Regions from separate parts of the Pan troglodytes genome. Here region 2 is linked to region 1. Evidence: chromatin contacts called from public HiChIP or PLAC-seq data. All regions are on one chromosome and are shown on one strand. Each heading gives the region's core, a stretch centred on a gene start, on an enhancer-like site or on the middle of the called end of the contact. The rest is flanking DNA. Distances are from core to core; before and after follow the strand shown.

Region 1 (5,062 bases), core at 1,240-3,739:
GGTGGATCATGAGGTCAGGAGTTCGATACCAGCCTGGCCAAGATGGTAAAACTCCATCTCTAGTAAAAATACAAAAATTAGCTGGGTGTGGTGACGCACGCCTGTAGTCCCAGCTACTTGGGAGGCTGAGGCAGAATTGCTTGAACCTGGGAAGCAGAGGTTGCGGTGAGCCGAGATCATGCCATTGCACTCCAGCCTTGGTGACAAGAGCGAAACTCCGTCTAAAAAATATATATATATATAATTATTATTATTATTTTTTGAGATGGAGTTTCGCTCTTGTCGCCCAGGCTGGAGTGCAATGGCGCAATCTCGGCTCACCGCAACCTCCGCCTCCCGGGTTCAAGCGATTCTCCTGCCTCTGCCTCCCAAGTAGCTGGGATTACAGGTGCCCACCACCACGCCCGGCTATTTTTTTGTATTTTTTAGTAGAGATGGGGTTTCACCATGCTGGCCAGGCTGATCTTGAACAACTCCTGACTTCACGTGATCCGCCTGCCTCGGCCTCCCAAAGTGCTGAGATTACAGGCGTGAGCCACCAAGCCTGGCCAAGGGATTACATATTTTTAATTAAGGCAGGCCTGTGCATATTTATAGTATATGGGAGAGGAGCTAAGGGCAAGGGCGAGAGGGAAGATGATAGAGAAGTCCTGGAGGAAGTTGAAAAGGGGAGGCAAGAACATATGCCAAAGGGTGCAACACTTCTTCTGAGTCCAAAAGGAAGGAGTAGGCTGGATGCGGTTGGTAATCCCAGCACTTTGGGAGGCCGAGGTGGGCGGATCACTTGAGGTCAGGAGTTTGAGACCAGCCTGACCAACATGGTGAAACCCCGTCTCTACTAAAAATACAAAAATTAGCTGGGTGTGGTAGCTCATGCCTGTAATCCCAGCTTCTAGGGAGGCTGAGGCAGGAGAATCGCTTGAACCAGGGAGGCAGAGGTTGCAGTGAGCCGAGATCAAGCCACTGCACTCCAACCCGGCAACAGTGCGAGACTCCGTCTCAAAAAAAAAAAAAAGAAAAAAAAAGAAGGAGTAAAAGTGGAGAGAAATTTTTGAGCGATGAATCAAGTATAGAGACAGACAGAGGGAAAACTTAAAGGGTTCACATGCATGGCCTCAATCTCATAAAGCAGGAATGAAAGGCGTTCTGCAGAGAGCAGAGAGATGGGGACAGGTGGAGTGGCTTGATGAATGTGGAAAAGTTTGAATAGTTATCTTGAGGGTGACGGAGTCAATAAAAGACAAAGGATCACGGAGCTGCCCTTAGAGCCCGGTAGTGAGGCTAGTCAGGGAATCTAGGGCTTGGCAAACATGTTCTGGTTATTTTTCTTCCAGCAATACTCCAGAGCCCAGGAGTGAAAAAAAGAGGTGGGGGAAATGGAGCAACGATCATTGGTTTGGGAACCGACCTGTAGGTAGGTAGGTAGGTAAGGGGACAGAATTGAGTAGTTTAGGCTGGGTAAGGAGTCTGATAAAACCAAAAGGGGTCCTAGGTCTTGAGACAAGAAAGGCGAGGTCATGGCAGAGGTGAGAGATGGGTGGTTGTGGTCAAAGCCTGCAGCTCTGAATCATGGAAGTAGGGCTGTCTCTAGTGATTCAAGCTACAAAGTGTGCTCCCATGGGTGCTGCAGGAGCCTGAGGAATGGTGAAGTCAAAGGAAATTGGAGGGCCGGGTTGGTCACCTGTTATCCCTTTGGGAGGCTGAGGTCTGGAGATCGCTTGAGCCCAGGAGTTTGAGACCAACCTGGGCCAACATAGTGAGTGCCCATCTCTAGAAAATATTAGCCGGGTTGCTGGGAGCGTTAACTCACTCCTGTAGTCCCAGCACTTTGGGAGGTCGAGGCAGGAGGATCACTTGAGCCCAGGAGTTTGGTGAGACGCCCATCTGTACCAAAACAACAACAAAATGTATTTAATAACTGGGTGCGGTGGTGTGCACCTGTAGTCCCAGCTACTCAGGAGGCTGAAGCCGGACGATCGCCAGATCTCAGGAGGTAGAGGCTGCAGTGAGCTGTGATTGTGCCACTGTATTCCAGCCTGGGCAACAAAGGGAGACCATTCTCAAAAATAAATAAACAGATAAATAAATAAAAAATTAAAAATAAAACAAAGGACACTGGAATTGAGTTTGGGTAATTGTGAGTTGATCAAATTAAATGGCAATTCACAGAAATGTTAATATTAAAAGAAGCCTAGTATAGAGGAAACAAAGGTAGGCTGGGATCTGGAGATCTGGGCTTTATTTGCCGTTCTACTTCAGCAACAAAAATTCGCCGCTTTGGGGAAGACATGACCTTTCTCTGGGGTTGAACCAGAAGACTTCCCAGGACTCTTCCTGCTCCAAAAGATAGGGCTTTTTAGGATAACAGCGAGGGACTGGCTGATGACGAGGACTCCTCCTGCCGGTCTCTCTCTTTCCAGAAAGGCGTCCGGAACCTTTCTGCATCGCCTTCTGCCCGAACGTGCGGAAGCGAAGGCCGGAAGTCCTTAGCCGGTAGCTTCCGGGTTTCCTGGGCTACTACGATGGCGATGAGTTTCGAGTGGCCGTGGCAGTATCGCTTCCCACCCTTCTTTACGTGAGGCTCAGACCCCAAGAAGCCCCGCTGTGCCTCCCTCCCCTCCCCCGGACCCTGGGCTCAGCCCTGATGCTTCATATGGGGAGGGGGAGAAAAGACCCGTCCGCCAACACCCTCAGTCCCTTACTTTCTTCCTGAAATGCGTCCCGGGCAAGTGCTGCCTCCCGCCCTCTAATTCTGCGCCCCACTCCCTTCACCCGGCAGGTTACAACCGAATGTGGACACTCGGCAGAAGCAGCTGGCCGCCTGGTGCTCGCTGGTCCTGTCCTTCTGCCGCCTGCACAAACAGTCCAGCATGACGGTGATGGAAGCTCAGGAGAGCCCGCTCTTCAACAACGTCAAGCTACAGCGTATCCTCCCTCAGGCTCTTCCACAGCCCATACACATGCACTTCTGCGCTTTCACACATGCCCAGACGCACCCCCGCGCCAGCCCCCTTTTACCCATGGTAGGCAGATTCCCACCCAAACTGGACTTAAAGAGTGAAAATGTGTAGCTGACATTTTCCCCCGGCAAATGCAGTACCATACCCTCTTGTTCTTGGCAGTGATGACTGCTCGGATGTCATTAAGGTCTTAGAATTTCTGCCCTGAAGCCAAGTTCCAAGTTTTTTAACCTAAACCCTTTTGACTATTTGTATCTTCCATCCATTTCTGTGTGAGGCCCAGACTTGGGTAACTACCTTTAATTATTTTCTCTGCCCCCCTCCTGCCAGGAAGTAAGGGTCATTTGTTTTTGCTGCCTGATTCATCCCTAAAATATCTGTGGAGAAAGGCTGAAGGAAGGCAACAGACAGAGGGTGAGGAATGACAGTACCTTTCATTTTCTAAAGCTTCTTTCTTTCTTTTCTTTTTTTTTTTTTTTGGAGACAGGGTCTTCCTCTCTTGCTCAGGCTGGAATGCAGTGGCACAATCACATAACGCTCCTTTTAATTGGAAGAGTTTCTCTTTACCTTCCTCCTTTGAATATCCAGGAAGTGCCAATTCATATCATGTTGGGAAATTGCACACATATGTGTGTGGGAGAGGAAGGGGCAGGTGTTTCTCAACATGGGACTGGCTCTGAAAATTTTTATCCTACCCAACTCATGTGTATGCCATTCCCTTAACCTTAAACCAGGAAAGCTTCCTGTGGAGTCGATCCAGATTGTATTAGAGGAACTGAGGAAGAAAGGTGGGTTAGTTCCCCAGATTCCTTATTTTTCTTCCTAGTTGGGTTTTCCTGAGGGCAAATTAGGATAAGTGTTTTTCCCTTTAATAACTTTTTCTCTCTCCTGGCTTGAAGGCCAGAGTCTTCTGTAAAGTAGGCAGCCCAATTCCCAAGTCCTTTCTTCTTTGTACACAAAATTGAAATCTCTGTCTGTGCCCTAAACCTGAAGAGAAGTGGAAGAAGGATGAGTGCCTTGTAGATAATAATAGTAAAATAAATATTGAATCTTTCTTTCTGAAAGCTGAGTCTCTTCCACTCTGTCCCACCTTGGTATTTTTTTGCCTCTTTGTTTCTTTTTAGAGCATGATACTTTTTTTTTTGGGTGGGGACATAAGGTCTCACTCTGTCATCCAGGCTGGAGTGCAGTGGCTCAGTCCTATCTCACTGCAGCCTCGACTTCCAGGCTCAAGTGATCCTCCCATCTCAGCCTCCTGAGTAGTTGAGACCACAGGCATGTGTCACCACACACCTGGCTAATTTTTTGTATTTTCTATAGAGAGAATTTTTTGTATTTTCTGTAGGGTCTCATCATGTTGCCCAGGCTAGTTTCGAACTCCTGGGCTCAAGCAATCCTCCTGCCTTGGCCTCCCAAAGTGTAAGCCACTGCGCGCCTGGTTATGCTTTCATAAGTATCTGTTTTACAGGGAACCTCGAGTGGTTGGATAAGAGCAAGTCCAGCTTCCTGATCATGTGGCGGAGGCCAGAAGAATGGGGGAAACTCATCTATCAGTGGGTGAGATCATTATTCTGCCAAGTATTCAACAGTGACCCATGGAAAAGGTTAACTATATTAGGGCCTAGCAGATAGCCGGTGTTCCCAGATCCAGACTGAGCAAAAGGCGGGGCGGGGGGAGGGGGGCAGAAAGAGGAAGTGTAGGCCTTCTAGGCAAACCTCTTTAAGTGACTCAATGTCTTTGGCTGCATAGAACCTCCCTTTCTTTGCCTGTAGGAGGCCAGGGGCTATGTGAGGCCATATTTGGAGAATGCAGAACTGGGAACCCTGAGTGCTATTGTTGGCTGGAGCCTCTGGCCACAGGAGATAAATGGGGAAAGGAAGGGAAAAAACCTGGGGCCCCTCCCCCACTGCACTGTTATGGGACTGTCCACAACATGAATGAGATATTCTGAATCAGTGTGGGTGTGGGGACAGAATACTCTTCCCCCTAAACCACCAGTCCCAAACATTCCCAAGGAAGAGAAGAGGGTAAGAAGCATCAACATTCTAAATATAACAAATACACACCATCCATTCTTGAACAGGAAAACAACCAGAATGAG
Region 2 (5,062 bases), core at 1,322-3,821, 190 kb before region 1:
TACAGCTGCTTCTGTTCTACAGTGGCAGAGGTGAGTAGTTGTGGCAGTTGTACAGCCAGCCATGACAAGAGATACATATGGCCCACAAATCCTAAAAATACTGTCTGGCCATTTGCAGAAAAAGTTTGCCAAACCCTCCTTTAGAGAATTATCTTTAGATGAGTAACACAATGCAGCCTGTTTTAGGAAAGTCAGCCTTAAAAGTGGTTTGGTTCAGTTTAACGAGTAATATCTGCTGGATGTTAGATACTGCGGAGGTGCTGATCAGATAAAAATGAATTGAGAAATGGGGTCTGCCCTAGAGGAACTTCAGTTGAATAAAGGAGACAAGTAAAAATAATTGTAATACAGCATGCCTCAAAAGAGGTAAGGGCCAGGCTGGGCACAGTGGCTCATGCCTGTAATCCCAGCACTTTGGGAGGCCGAGGCGGGTGGATCACGAGGTCAGGAGATCAAGACCATCCTGGCTAACACGATGAAACCCCATCTCTACTAAAAATACCAAAAAAAAAAAAAAAAAAAATTAGACTTCGTGGCGGGTGCCTGTAGTCCCAGCTACTCTGGGAGGCTGAGGCGGGGGAATGGCGTGAACCCAGGAGGTGGAGCTTATAGTGAGCCGAGATTGTGCCACTGCACTCCAGCCTGGGTGACAGAGCGAGACTCCGTCTCAACAACAACAACAACAATAACAAAAATGGTAAGGGCCTGAAAAAGAAACAGGTAGCTCGGAGCATTCAAGGAAGATTTCTGGAAAAGGTGATGTCTAAGTGAAATCCTCAAGGAAAGAAAGAGCTGGCCAGGAAGAGAAGCAGGTACAGGGAAGACAACATGCAAAGGACAGAGCAGTAAAACACATCAGAATTATCTAGTGTTCGTGGATAGAAAAATAATGAGGATTGGTGAGGCCAGAGGCTGGCTGGGGCGTCTTCCGGTGCCTTTTACATGTTTTTTGCAGCACTAGAGAGCCATTGAAGAGTTTTAAATAGGGAAGGTGCATGACCAGATGTATTTAGACAGATCATTCTGACTGCAATGTTTAAGAGTTTAAGATATGTTTGAAGAGCCAAGATCTGTTAGGAGGATACTGCAACAAATAAAGAGGGCGTGAACTAGAGCAACCATGGCAGATGGAAAGGAGAGTGGATTCAAGAATGGAAAAATCAGCCAGTCTCTGTGGTTCACGCCTGTCCTCCCAGCACTTTGGGAGGCCAAGACAGGAGGATCACTTGAGCCCAGGAGTTGGGACCAACCTGGGCAGCACAGTAAGACCCATCTCTATAAAAATAAAAAAAATAAAAAAAATAAAAAACGGAAAAATCAGCTGGACTTGATGGTTGACTAGTAAAGGAAGTCAAGAATTGCTCCCAAGTTTCTGGTTTGGGTGAAGAGTAATTCCATTAGGGGAGGAGAATGTTAGAAAGAAACCAGTCCGGGGTGGGGGGAAGATGAGGCATTCTACTGTGGCAATTTTGACTCTGATATTAATGCCTGACAGATTCCAGCTGGAGGTCTGGGCTGGAGAATATAAATTTGATATGTGTGTTTAGAGAATCGGATGGAGGCAGGAGGAACATCATTTGGCAGAGGGTGTTGCTAATGTAGATGATAAGGAATAAGAGCTTTGGAGCGGAAATGGATCTTGGTAGCAACAATACAGAATCTTCTGTCATCCATCATATTGTAAATCTGGAAACCTCGTGAAGTTGGGATCCTAACAAGAGGAGTACACACCTTGATTTAAGGATGGTGGCCTAAGACAGGTGAGTTTTCCATGGGGGGCCTTGTCCCCAAAGAGTTCACACTAGGAGTAGATTCACCCGTTGTCGGGCTCTCATGGGTGACAATCGGCGCAGGTTCTCCTCACCTGATCCGCAAAATAGATCTTCTGCTTGCCGTACATCTTCTCTTTGATCTTGCCTTGTTGCGCCAGCTGCTCCAGCGTCTTCACCACCACCTGGCAGAGGAGAGAGGAGCAATCAGAGGAGTCTGAGCCTGGGTCTGGGGAAATCCAGCCAGTGATGTGGAAAACGCCCAAGGCTCCAAAGGGCACGACCCCAGCCTGAATCCAGGGAGTCCGACGGAGAGGGAATCCCGGGAGAAGGTCCTCACCGCCTTGCCCAATCCGTGTTCCCGCTGTAGGTTCCCGAACACATCCTGGGAGCTGTAGGGCCGGTTCTGCTCCTGCAGGTACCTCAGGAGGATCCCGGCGGCTACGGAGAGAAAGGCAGGGGAGGGGGCCACTCAACCGACCTCCTCACCCACTGCCCTCCCGGGTCTTCCCCGCGCCCACGCCGCCGTTACCTCCCGCCGCAGCTTCTGCCCGGCCTTTACTCATCGCCTTTCCCGCCACCCAACTCAGAAAGCCGGACGTTGTAGTTGCTCGGGGCGACGGCTCCTTCCGGCGACGGGGGCGGGCCTCGAACGGTGATTGGCTGAAGGGGAAGCCTTCCGGAGGGGCAAAGCGACCCCTCCCGGACTCCATAGTTCATTTCAGGTCGGAACTTGCGCATCCGGGCCGGACCTCAAGCCATGGGCCTCTGCGAAGGCGCCGGCGTGCCCACGGCTAAGAAACTTCCTCTTTCTGCTCCCGGGAACGAAGGCTGTAGCAGAGAAGGCCTTCAAGTTTCGAGACCCAGTTCCAGCCGCAGCTGAGCGCTGGTGACCTTGAGTTAGGTCTAATGTTGGGACTGGAAGACGCTTCAGACATCCGCTGCCGCCCTGGGCAAGCGACCAGCTCAAGGTTACCCCACAGGGACGTGCTCTGGTCCCACGGTCCAGTGCTCTTTTGTCGGTTAGTTTTGTCATTTGTAAAATAGGAACAGTAGATAGTAGTAGGAAAGTGGTTGTGAAAACAATAGAAAGCTAAGCGCCTTGGTCGGGCGCAGTGGCATGTCACCCCTGCAATCCTATCACTTTGGGAGGCTGAGGCGGGCGGATCGTTTGAGCCCAGGAATTCGATACCAGTCTGGGCAACATGAAACCCCATCTCTGCAAATAAAGTACAAAAAATTAAACGTGGTGGCGCGCTTCTGTGGTCCCAGCTACTCTGGAGGCTGAGGTGGGAGGGTCACCAGAGCCCCGGACATCGAGGCTGCAGTGAGCCACTATGAGCGCGCCACTGCACCCCATCCTGGCGACAGAGCGAGACGCAGTCTCGAACAACAACAAAAAAAAAGTGGGAAGGGGGGACAGCTAAGCGCCTTGGAGAGCAACCACCCTTATTTGCCTAATACCGAGGTTCGCACCCAGGGGGCACTCGACACCTACTGTAGTTTGGACGCCAAGGAACGATAGGGTTAGGAGGGGGCTACTGTTCAACCACAAAGCTTGTGGAAAAGTTTGTTAGCCCAGACAATCTCAGGGCAACACCTGGCAGGTGCTTTCCACCCCTGACCACAGTGGCCAATGGGACAGAGCCTGAAATAAATATTTCTAGTTTCTGAGGTGAGCTGAAGGCCAAAGAGCAGCTGTCCCTGCAGCTCAAACCATCCAGTGGAGTAAGGTGCTACTTTTTAAAGCCTTCTGCTACCTACAACCTCCTTAGCCTTTAAAACATGTGCTTGTCTCTGCACGTTTAGGAGACAATATTAAGAATTAGAAATGAAAGGGCCGAGCGCGGTGGCTCACGCCTGCAATCCCAGCACTTTGGGAGGCCAAGGCGGGCGGATCACGAGGTCAGGAGATCGAGACCATCCTGGCTAACACTGTGAAAACCCCATCTCTACTAAAAATACAAAAAATTAGCCAGGCGTAGTGGCGGGCGCCTGTAGTCCCAGCTACTCGGGAGGCTGAGGCAGGAGAATGGCGTGAACCCGGGAGGCGGAGCTTGCAGTGAGAGATCGCACCACTGCACTCCAGCCTGGGCGACAGACCAAGACTCCGTCTCAGAAAAAAAAAAAAAGAAATTAGAAATGAAGGAAATACAGGCTAAGTACTAGCCAAGAGTGCCAGTTATACTGATGGTGGGGCTCTCACAAGAAGGAAAGTAGCCTCATACTATGGTGATGTTCTGGCCATCACGAAGTAAAAATAGGGGTGGGCTGGTGGGTCCCTCATACCTGGGCTTCCTCTTTTAAGGCTATCACTTCAAATTAATCAGAACTCAGATTTACAAGAGAAGACCTATCAAGGGTAGGACACCATTCAGCATCAGTCTCTTAAAGATTGTTCTCATACAAGATTTATTCCCCAGCACACCCCTCCCCTCCTCAGTTCACAGTGGAGACTATGGAGATTCAGGGCAGGATCCCTCAGGTACAAGAAACACCTTCCGAAGACTTTGCTCTCCTTCCTTCCCTCCCTCTTGCCAACTCCCAAGGCCTGAAGCGCACACTCATGCAAACACACGAAATCCCCCTCCTTCCCCACACCTCCTGTCTTTCCACATCACAGCTCTGAACTTGAGAAGAGAGGTGTCAAAAGTCTGTTTGAGAAGCCTAAAGTGGGGAGATGCCATTACCCCTGACCACCCCACTATGAGTGACTATGAGACACCTAACTCTTCCCTCTTCTGTCAACCATTTTCACTCCCTGGCCTCTGTACCTTCTCCATCAACCAAGAGCAAACATGTCAGCACACCCCCACCTGCAGTACATGAAAACAGGCTCTGTCCAACATCCCTCACCCAAGTACAGGGGTGTTGGGGGAGTGGCCCCTGAGGATCAGCAAAGGGTTAATGCAGAAGGAAAGAGGACAGAAGCGTTTGGCTTGAGCTCTGATTGGGGAGGCAGAGGCTATAGACTGGCACAGGTTTAGAATCAAGTACCATGTTTAGGTTTCTGTCTCACATCACATGATTTTACTAGGGGCTGCAGAACAGATACCCCTCAGAGGGGTCTCTGCTGATTACAGCCACATTCTTACTATTGGCTCATCCTTAAAGGAGGCCCCACCAAGTTGGGAAGCAGTTGAAAATAAAAGCTGTAAAGGAGCTGAACAGGAAGTAAGAATAGGTGGTGCAAGAGATTATGGCCCTTGGGATGAATGACATGGAGCCATTTGTAAAGTGCGACTGTATCATCCCCCATGAATTACTGCTTCTCCAAAGGAGGAGCAGAGGAA

Evidence for each region. HiChIP or PLAC-seq counts read pairs in DNA pulled down with a chosen protein or histone mark.
Region 2: an H3K4me3 HiChIP or PLAC-seq map of stem cell-derived excitatory neurons shows a contact between it and region 1, with 2.5 times the contacts expected there. The contact joins the promoter of PSMC3IP here to the promoter of VPS25 in region 1. A contact is called at or near these places in 1 of 7 Hi-C or Micro-C datasets (stem cell-derived neural progenitor cells) and 1 of 1 datasets of contacts at active chromatin or transcription factors (stem cell-derived excitatory neurons).

What each region holds. Positions count from the first base shown.
Region 1 is chr19:25,370,377-25,375,438 of NHGRI_mPanTro3-v2.0_pri, reverse strand. VPS25 (vacuolar protein sorting 25 homolog) reads left to right here and starts at 2,489. Exons shown (of 6, transcript NM_001252014.3): 1 at 2,489-2,575; 2 at 2,780-2,925; 3 at 3,695-3,748; 4 at 4,429-4,517. The coding sequence starts at 2,523.
Region 2 is chr19:25,563,871-25,568,932 of NHGRI_mPanTro3-v2.0_pri, reverse strand. PSMC3IP (PSMC3 interacting protein) reads right to left here and starts at 2,571. Exons shown (of 8, transcript XM_001164255.8): 1 at 2,302-2,571; 2 at 2,110-2,210; 3 at 1,865-1,954. The coding sequence starts at 2,482. It overlaps RETREG3 (reticulophagy regulator family member 3), which reads right to left. Exons shown (of 9, transcript XM_001162621.7): 9 at 4,165-5,062.